Regions from separate parts of the Triticum aestivum genome. Here region 2 is linked to region 1. A link is a contact called in public Hi-C data. All regions are on one chromosome and are shown on one strand. The core of a region is the stretch at or near the end of the contact, and the rest is flanking DNA. Distances in the headings are between cores, read along the strand shown.

The links. A called contact is a pair of places that touch in the nucleus more often than the background predicts.
Region 2: a contact with region 1 is called in a Hi-C map of leaf, with 3 times the contacts expected there. The contact joins the promoter of LOC123122115 here to the promoter of LOC123122114 in region 1. A contact is called at or near these places in 2 of 5 Hi-C or Micro-C datasets (both in leaf).

What each region holds. Positions count from the first base shown.
Region 1 is chr5D:399,800,338-399,804,798 of IWGSC CS RefSeq v2.1, forward strand. LOC123122114 (cysteine-rich and transmembrane domain-containing protein WIH2) reads left to right here and starts at 1,779. Exons shown (of 3, transcript XM_044542258.1): 1 at 1,779-1,976; 2 at 2,139-2,427; 3 at 3,877-4,188. The coding sequence starts at 1,931. The coding sequence ends at 3,934. It overlaps TRNAN-GUU (transfer RNA asparagine (anticodon GUU)), which reads right to left and starts at 1,725; the gene lies at 1,652-1,725.
Region 2 is chr5D:400,101,774-400,106,048 of IWGSC CS RefSeq v2.1, forward strand. It overlaps LOC123122115 (cilia- and flagella-associated protein 20), which reads left to right and starts at 2,561. Exons shown (of 6, transcript XM_044542259.1): 1 at 2,561-2,904; 2 at 3,157-3,239; 3 at 3,344-3,375; 4 at 3,955-4,196. The coding sequence starts at 3,187.

The DNA of each region.
Region 1 (4,461 bases), core at 529-3,028:
CTTGCCCTTCTATTCTTTGCTTCATTATATATGGAGCTTGATCGGTCGAGATCTTAATCTGTTCGCGCATGCAGCAGGCTGCAGCCACTCTTGTTGTTCTTTTTCTTTGTTTCATGCACTCTGCCGTTTGATCGGTTAAATTCCTATTTTCCTTCACGCATACAGCAGAAGCCGTTCGAGCGATCATCAAGCCATGGCCTGACTACTGACGACCATTCCTGCACCAGACAGCACACTCCACTCCAGATGCACATAGGTGCTTACGAAGCGCACGTATTTAAGGGAATCAAACTGTTTTACAACCTCTGCATCATAATATATGTCGTTTTAGCAGTTCAATTGATACGGAGGGAGTAGTATATACAGTAGGGTAGGTAGTGTCACTGTTTGGTAGGACGAGGATTCCAGAACCGACAGATTTTGTTTTCGAAAAAGGACCCAGATTTATTTTAGAGGTCACGAACGACCACTACCATCGTCAGAAAGAGCCGGCGACGCGCAACTATCTCTACTCCCCTACCAGAGTCAGCTTGACCTTGTCGATGGTCACACAAGAAGTATTCGTGCACGTGCCCGTAAAGACCAGCACCCCAGGGCTGCAATCGTTCACCATTAAACCCTTGAATCGATCTAAAGCACTTGACACTAAATCTCGTCATCAGTCACGCACAGCGAGAAACCCTAACCTCACTGTCCAAAGGAGACAACATGAATCTATGCCGGAGCTCCGCCGACTTAGTCATGACGGCGAGCTCGAGGAGGACTGGTGCTCGGAAGACCAACTCGAAGATGAATCGCCACAATCTGCTGAACACTGCTCCTTCGTGAGAAAGAACCCTAACCTAAACTACCGGCCAGAGCTGATGCACCGGGATCCCCTTCTCTGCCAATTGCCTGAGTGGCTAAATTACTAGCGCCTCAGTGGCTAAACTACTAGCCAGAGTGGCAAGTAGAGTGAAGGTGTATTCACGGGTTCGCTACTGAAGCTTGAAGGGGTTGAGTGCCTTGGACGCTGCAGTCGTGAGAGGGGAAGAGAAACCCTCACCATGGGAGTCTCATGTGCATACTTTCGTTTGGTCGAGAACCAACCTTTTTAGTAGAAAATGAGAAATGACCAACCAGCCAAGAATTCAACTCTATGTTTTGGTGTCATATATGTGTCATTAAAGTGGGTTATCATTTCTTTACCAAGGATTTAAGCTTTAATTCTGGTCTCATGTGATAAAAGGCCAAGCAGTACTTTTTTTTGCAAGGAAAACCCTCAGGCTCATTTATTCATTCCCAATGAAAGTTCATCGTTTATAAGAGCATTCAAAAGGAAGATAGAGGCTTCATCGACCCACATACAAGGTTCAGAAAAGGCCAAGTAGTACTTTTAATAAAAATGACACGGGCAATATTTTTGAACGAAAACAACACATCATGGCAATAAAAATAGTTTGGATGAAAACGACATCTCATGTGATGGCAAAATGGGAGAATTGAATGAAAATGAAACATTGTGTCATGGGAAAGTGAAAAATGACACGGGCAATATTAGTTTGAAAAAAAACGACATGTCATGTGATGGTAAAAACAATAGTTTTGATTAAACCGACATCTGAAGTGATGGCAAAAGGGGGAAAAATTAATTTAAATCAAAAATAAAAATCGCTAGAAGGAGGGCTCGAACCTCCGACCTTGTGGTTAACAGCCACACGCTCTAGCCAACTGAGCTATTCCAGCTTTGTTGGTTAGTTGCAGTGGTAAACCTTATATAGCAGTAGAGCCCACGGGAAGCGGAAGGAAGTCGCTGGGCCGCGGCGAGAACCCCGTGCGGTTTGCTTCTCGTCTCGTCTTTCCTCCGTCCCGGCGTCAACCAAACGACCCGCCCGCCCGCCGTAGATCACGAGGAGAAAGGGATCGGCTCCGCCGCCGACGCCGAGAGAGGATGAGCTACCAGCAGGTCCCTCCGCAGGAGTCCTACCCGCCGCCAGGCAAGTCCCCGCCCCGCCCCCCGTTCATCTCTCGCGAACTCCCCCCAAACCCTCCCCAAATCGGCGCCGACGCGTCACTTTCCCCGATCGATTGGGGAGCGTGTGTTGCTGGGTAGGGCCTGCCATGGTCTGATCTGCGTTTTTGTTCCGCGCGGCCTGCAGGGTATTCGCCGGTGTACCCGCCGCCGGCCGGCGGGCAGCAGGGCCCGTACTACCCGCCGCAGCAGCAGCAGCCGCCGCCGCCTCCGGGGTACCAGGGATACTTCAGCCAGGGCCAGCCACAGCAGCCACCGCCCTACTACTACCCGCCCCCGCCGCCGCACAGTGGCCATCACCACCACGGCCACCACCACCATGACCACCACGCCGAGGACCACCACCACCACCATGGTCATCATCACCACCACCACCACAACGACGATGACTGCTGCCTTGGCTTCCTCAAAGGATGGTAATGTTAATTCAGGCCTTCTCTCAATATGTATTATGAGTTTTGGGCATGTGATTCGGATGTGTTGCTGGCTGTGGTTAAATTCTTGTTTATACTGCACCAGTAATGTAGTTTTTCTCTATGACGAACTTGGAACTCATTGTTGAGAATTGAGATCATGGGGTCATGCTTAGTTTTTCTTGAGCTAGCTCTTTGGTGTCTTTTTGAGAGGGGCTTGGTTGGTTCTTTATGAAATCGTTTGCATATTCGAAACTAAAGTATGTCTGAATCGCGAATACATCATCCAGAGATTAATTTTCCTGTGCTGGCTGAATTTGTGTAATAAATAGATAATTCAGTAGTTGTTGCCTAAACAAAAACTTCACAATGAGAAGTCTTGTATCTACTAGCACCTAAGAAACAAAGCATTGTGTAGAAGCGATATTATACAGAATCACAGATATATGCTGGTGTGCATTTGCCTCCATATTGAAACATTTAGTAACACACAACTTCGAGATGATGCCACGCTGTAGCAGGAGCCCATAAAGTTTTTGTTGACCATGTGATATTTGATTTATCAATATCGTTAAATCCATTGTTTATCATGGTTAGTTGACATATTGTTTGCACATCTTTGGAACACTGCATTTATGCACTCTAAATCGACATCTAAAAGAGAATGGAGGTAGGATACGTCTGCTAGACTGGTGCACACTGTTGCCTGATGCAGAGTTGCAGATAGTCATTGACCTTAGACAGCGGCTATCTGGAATAACCAATAGATGCTCATGTTCATCAATGCTTTGTGTCCACCCAAAATACATCCCTTTAGAAGTGCGTATAATTAACTTGTTTGAATGTACTACCTGTTGGCTGAACCCAAAAGGAAAAAAAAACAGTCAGTGTGTTATGCAAGCACCTGTTGGATGACTGATAGCTGCACACGTCATTTTGGGCACCAAGCCTTGAACCTGTGGACTAGCGAAGAGTTTTCATTTCATGCGAAATAATACTATACATTTAATCAGTCTTTAAATTATTAAGTAGATGTAAGGTAATCACTGAGGGCGGGCTTGGCGCAGTGGTGAAATCCTCCCCACTTGTACCAAGAAGTCCTGGGTTCAAACCAGCCTCTCTGCATTGCACTTTGCAGGGGTAAGACTAGGTTCCTATAACCCTTCCCTTTGGGAGCTTCTATGCACTGGGTCTGTCCTTTTTTATGTAATGTAATCCGTAGCTGAAAGTCTACATGCCTTAATCAATGTATTTTCGGGGTTTTAGACTTACACCATACCGGAGTGTCAATTCATACTACACAGGATAATGTCTTGGTACAGATTTCTTGTTTGACAAAGATGTGTATAGATGCTTAACTCAATGGCTGAAGCATTTTATTGCACAAGACCCCCGGTATTTCCATTCTATTTTCCTGTTTTCATCGCATTAACCTTGCGTTTCCTTTTGCAGGTTGGCCGCTCTATGCTGCTGCTGCTGTCTGGAGGAGTGCTGCTGCTGTTTCTGGTAATGTGCGTGCTTGGAAGCTACTCGTGTCTTGCATGTTCGACATTGGGCATGCCGCAGTATCCAGTGAATCTTCTGGCTTGTTATTATGTGTAGCTATATGAACTTAGTCTGTTACCTGTGTCAAATAAACTGTGTTTACATTGTTTGCTGAACTGCTTGGGCCATGGATGAACGGTGTTGTGCAAAGTGTACATGATCCAGACTTGACTGTATTTTATTGGTTGATTGTGGAAACTTGGTGCTGAAATGCTCGTAGATGCAGATCTGAAAGTTTGTACTTTGGCACAGTAACTGATAGGTCATGCTGTTAATTGATCGAAAAATATGAGTGTTCTAAATAACTGGTATAGAAATATTGGCGAATTAGAACTCTCCCGTGACATATTCAAAAGTAGGGTTGGAATCCTAAAATCAAACAAGTAGCTGCTGCCACAACTGACTACTCTGTGCCAGGGCTCTAGTGTTTTTACCTGAAGACCACGGGTTCTTTTTATACCATGATACCCACTCCTATGAGGCAAAATTGAC
Region 2 (4,275 bases), core at 1,311-3,810, 300 kb after region 1:
ACAGGGATTTGTTGGACCAGTTCCAGTTGCTGTGGCAACTGTACGTCTGGTTAGGGAGGCTGAGATTTAACTCAGAAGACCGCGTCTTCACCTTATTACCCTTGAGCTAAGGACACTTAGTCCTCGCCCAATCACTCTGGTAAGTCTTCCAGGTAGACTTCCAAACCTTCACAGACTTCGTTCACCGACGATCCACAATGACTCTTGGATGCTCAGAACGCGACGCCTAACCGGCTGGAGGATTCACAGTCCTCAAGTGTAACAAGTCTTCAGATCACGCGGACAGAAAGACTTCAGTGATGCCTAACACTCTTTGGCTCTGGGTGTTTTGGGCTTTGTCCTCGCAAGGATCTCTCTCTCAAATGCTTCAGAGGTGGGTTGCTCTCAAACGACAAAAGCCGTGCACTAACTCTAAGCAGCCACCAATTTATGGTGTAGGGGTGGGCTATTTATAGCCAGAAGGCAACCCGACCTGATTTGTCCAAAATGACCCTGGGTCACTAAGGAACTGACACGTGTCCAACGGTCAGATTTCAAACACACGCGGCAGCTTGACTTGGGCTACAAGGAAAGCTGACTCATCCAACTCTGGATAAGATTTGCTCTCATTGTCTTCGCTCGAAGACATAGGATTTGGTTGAGCATCACTTTAGCCACTCTGACTTTGTTCACTTGGATCCCACTTAACAGTGTGGTGGTTCCTATGACTCAACAAAGAAGAAAAGGAACTACGAAACAACTATGTCTTCGCACTCCATAGTCTTCACGTGAATGTCTTCTCGAGTCATAATCTTCGTTGTGAATATCTTCACAGACCACCATTGTCTTCAATGTCTTCACACATTTTTAGGGGTCATCTCTGGTAGGTAAACCGAATCAATGAGGGACTACTACCTGTGTTATCCTGCAATTCTCACAAACACATTAGTCCCTCAACCAAGTTTGTCGTCAATACTCCAAAACCAACTAGGAGTGGCACTAGATGCACTTACACCGGCTACCAGGTCTGCCAGGAAAGCAAACAAGGTTGCACATATTTTAGCCCGATAGTGTGGGAGATGCTACAGTTTGTCACCAAGACCCTTCAAATTTTATTTTTACGCAATTTGTTGATGATGTAAGGGCATCTTCAATGCGGACCCTCAACTGCTCGCAACCGTCCGGACCACGCGGTGTGGACGTGTTTTGTCATCCAATACAGACCTTTATCGGTTCTCCGACTGGTCCAGACATGCTTTTTCCTGCAAATTGGAAGCAAACCGGGGGGGCGGGGGGCTTTGCGGGAGTCCGGACCGCCGCCACATATGACTCTGGCAACCCCGGCCCACTGAAATCCCTCTCCCGGTCCCATTCTCTTCCACTCTGTCCCTGCTATCCTTTCTTTGCATCCGCGCCCTCCTCCTCTGACACCGCCGCTGAACCTCTCCGGTCGCCACCCAGGCATTGTCAAACGTCCGCAACCACCACCCACGCGCCTGCTCGCCTTGTACTACGGCATCGTCCAACCAGGATCCATCCGAAGCCACGTACCCTCCGCCTCCCTGTCGACGACATCCATGGTGGACACCATGCCCGTCAGATGTTTGGTCAAATGTCATTGAGCTTATTTTCGAACTTCATGCCGTTTTTTAGAGAAAGAAGGATGGTCGGGGTACTCGACCATAAAGGATGAGTTGTTGCGCGATGCGTGATTGGCCGTATCTACGGACTTCATAGGCAGGAGCAGAAGGTGGCTCGTTTGGCAGCACGTACATGGTTCATTTCATGTGCGAAAGCACATTACGCCCTACGACACGGACATCATCCATGAATGCAATGTGAACTCGTTAGTATATCGATGGTACAGCATCTAGAACTCCGTCACGAAGCTTTGTGGCACGGTTTATTGGTTGGAGGCAATGTGGCCATTGCACGTGGCAACCATTGAGATCGTATGTTTTGCTTCTTCTTGCTCAACTTGTTGATTGATTGACTCATTCATTCACTCAATGTTGCTCTATTGTGTAGTATGTACACGATGCCGTGATGTACCACAAGGCAGAGGGCGGACCATTCACGCACACACCGTTGGATGAAGTTCAAGAGGCCGTATGTGTGGGACAACATGACTTGTTGAACATCAGATTAATCTCGTTGAATTTGAATTATTGTTGTACTAGACTTATTTACATGCTACACATGGATGATTTGTGCTATTTTTTATCCGAACTTTAATGAATTGCGTCATGTTTGATGAAATTCGTCCAGTTAATTGAAACCTGGTTTGAAATGTATGCGGATAGCTTTGGATCACCCGCTCTCGTATCCGTATCCGCGGACTGGTCACCCTGTCTGCGGACAGATGCGGTCGCTGGTCAGCGTTGGAGATGCCCCGACTATTCTACACAATGAATAAAGCTGCCATGAAGGCTTTCCCTCAAGAAAAAAAAAATCACTCGTGTTTATGTTTGAGAAGAGGGGGAGAATTGTGAGAATGTGGGAATCAGAAGGGCCGCTTCCTAAAAGTTCCAGGACGCGGTGGGCCCTGTTCCCAGTCCAAGTGTCCAACCAGCTCCTCGCACGGTTTCTCTCCCTGTGTCGAAGCGTCGCGGCTCTTCCTCCCGTGCGACAAGCGCCAAACGGGTAGGGTTTCACCTCGTCGTCTCCAATCCCGGCCGCCGCCGCCGTAGCCTTCCACCTCCCGCCTCCGCTCCGATTCCGCCTCCGTTCCCGCCGCACACCCGCCCCACCCGCGTCATCTGCCGCCCACCGTTGCCGCCAGCCACGTCTGCCGAGCTCCTTCGCCAGCAGGTCGCCGCTGCCGGACCCGTCCACCCCGTCTCGCCGCCGCCGGACCCGTCCACCCCGGTCCCCCGTCTCGGCGCCGTCCAGCCCGTCCTCGGCCTCCAGCTCGCCTCCGCTCAGGTAGACCTCTGTCTCCAATCGTTGATTATATTGGTCAATTGGAAATAGGCAATGCGTGTGAGACACTAACCTGTCTGTCTGTCTGCCATGTTAATTCAACAAATTGACGAGTGCCCCGTGATCAACAAAATCAAAATCATGTGTTAACCTGTTATAAAACTGATGATATCCACCAGCTGTTATACATCTTCATCCCGTAACCGATGATACAGGCACGAAAGGCTTGCTCATTTGTTGTGCTATTTTGTGCAGTTTAGCTGGACTCACAAGCTTGGAAAAAGAATGTTTAAGAATACATTCCAGTCCGGGTTTCTATCGATTCTCTACAGCCTTGGGTATGTAGCATGGTGGCCTTGTATTGGTCTCACTGTCACAATGTTTTCTTTCCTTTAGTCTGGATACCTCATGTCTTGTGTTTTCCCCTGTGTTATTTGATCAGGACCAAGCCGTTGCAGATATGGGACAAGGAAGGTGAGTCAGTAATGCTTGGGGTTCTCTAAATTTCAGTTTCTACTATTCCTATGCTGCTGTAGATGCTTCTTCCCTGGTCACATAAAGCATTATCTGCTTCTGATAGCAAAGGCAGGTCTGGTATAGTTAACTCTGCAAGCTGTTACCCTTTTGATGAATACCTTGTATTGTGTTTAGGGTGGAATGTTCTGCACTTCTGCTTCTCTGCATGCTAAGAACCTACTCCCTCCGTTCCTAAATACTTGTCTTTCTAGGCATTTCAACAAGTGACTACATACGGAGTAAAATGAGTGGATCTACACTTTAAAATATGTCTACATACATCCGTATGTGATAGTCATTTGAAATGCCTAGAAAGACAAGTATTTAGGAACGGAGGGAGTATTTGAGACCTGAGCCTAATTTTACTATGGTAATGATTTGGGAGTAGCTATGCATAACCTAATAATAGTTTATATCGGGCAGTTCAGGACAGTGGGGTCACTTTTGAGTATGTGTGTACATGTGCTTCAGGCTGTTACTTAGCTTGTTCTGCACGAAAGTCAGGTTCAGTTACTTAATACCTTGTCTGCTTCGCAGTTGTTGATGGGCACATTAAAAGACCTCAGGATGAAGATATCAAGTCTAATGTACTTGAAATTGTTGGAACAAATGTGCAATCAACCTACATCACCTGCCCAGCTGACCCTGCTGCCACTCTTGGAATTAAGCTTCCATTTCTTGCCCTTGTTGTGAAGAATCTTAAAAAATACTTCACATTTGAGGTCCAAGTTTTGGATGACAAGAATGTCCGCCGACGATTCCGAGCATCAAATTTTCAAGTCTGTAAGAGCTATGGTTCCATAATCGTTTCTGTAGAAGTAAACTCTGTGCGGTGCTTAACTGCTTATTGCTTATCTA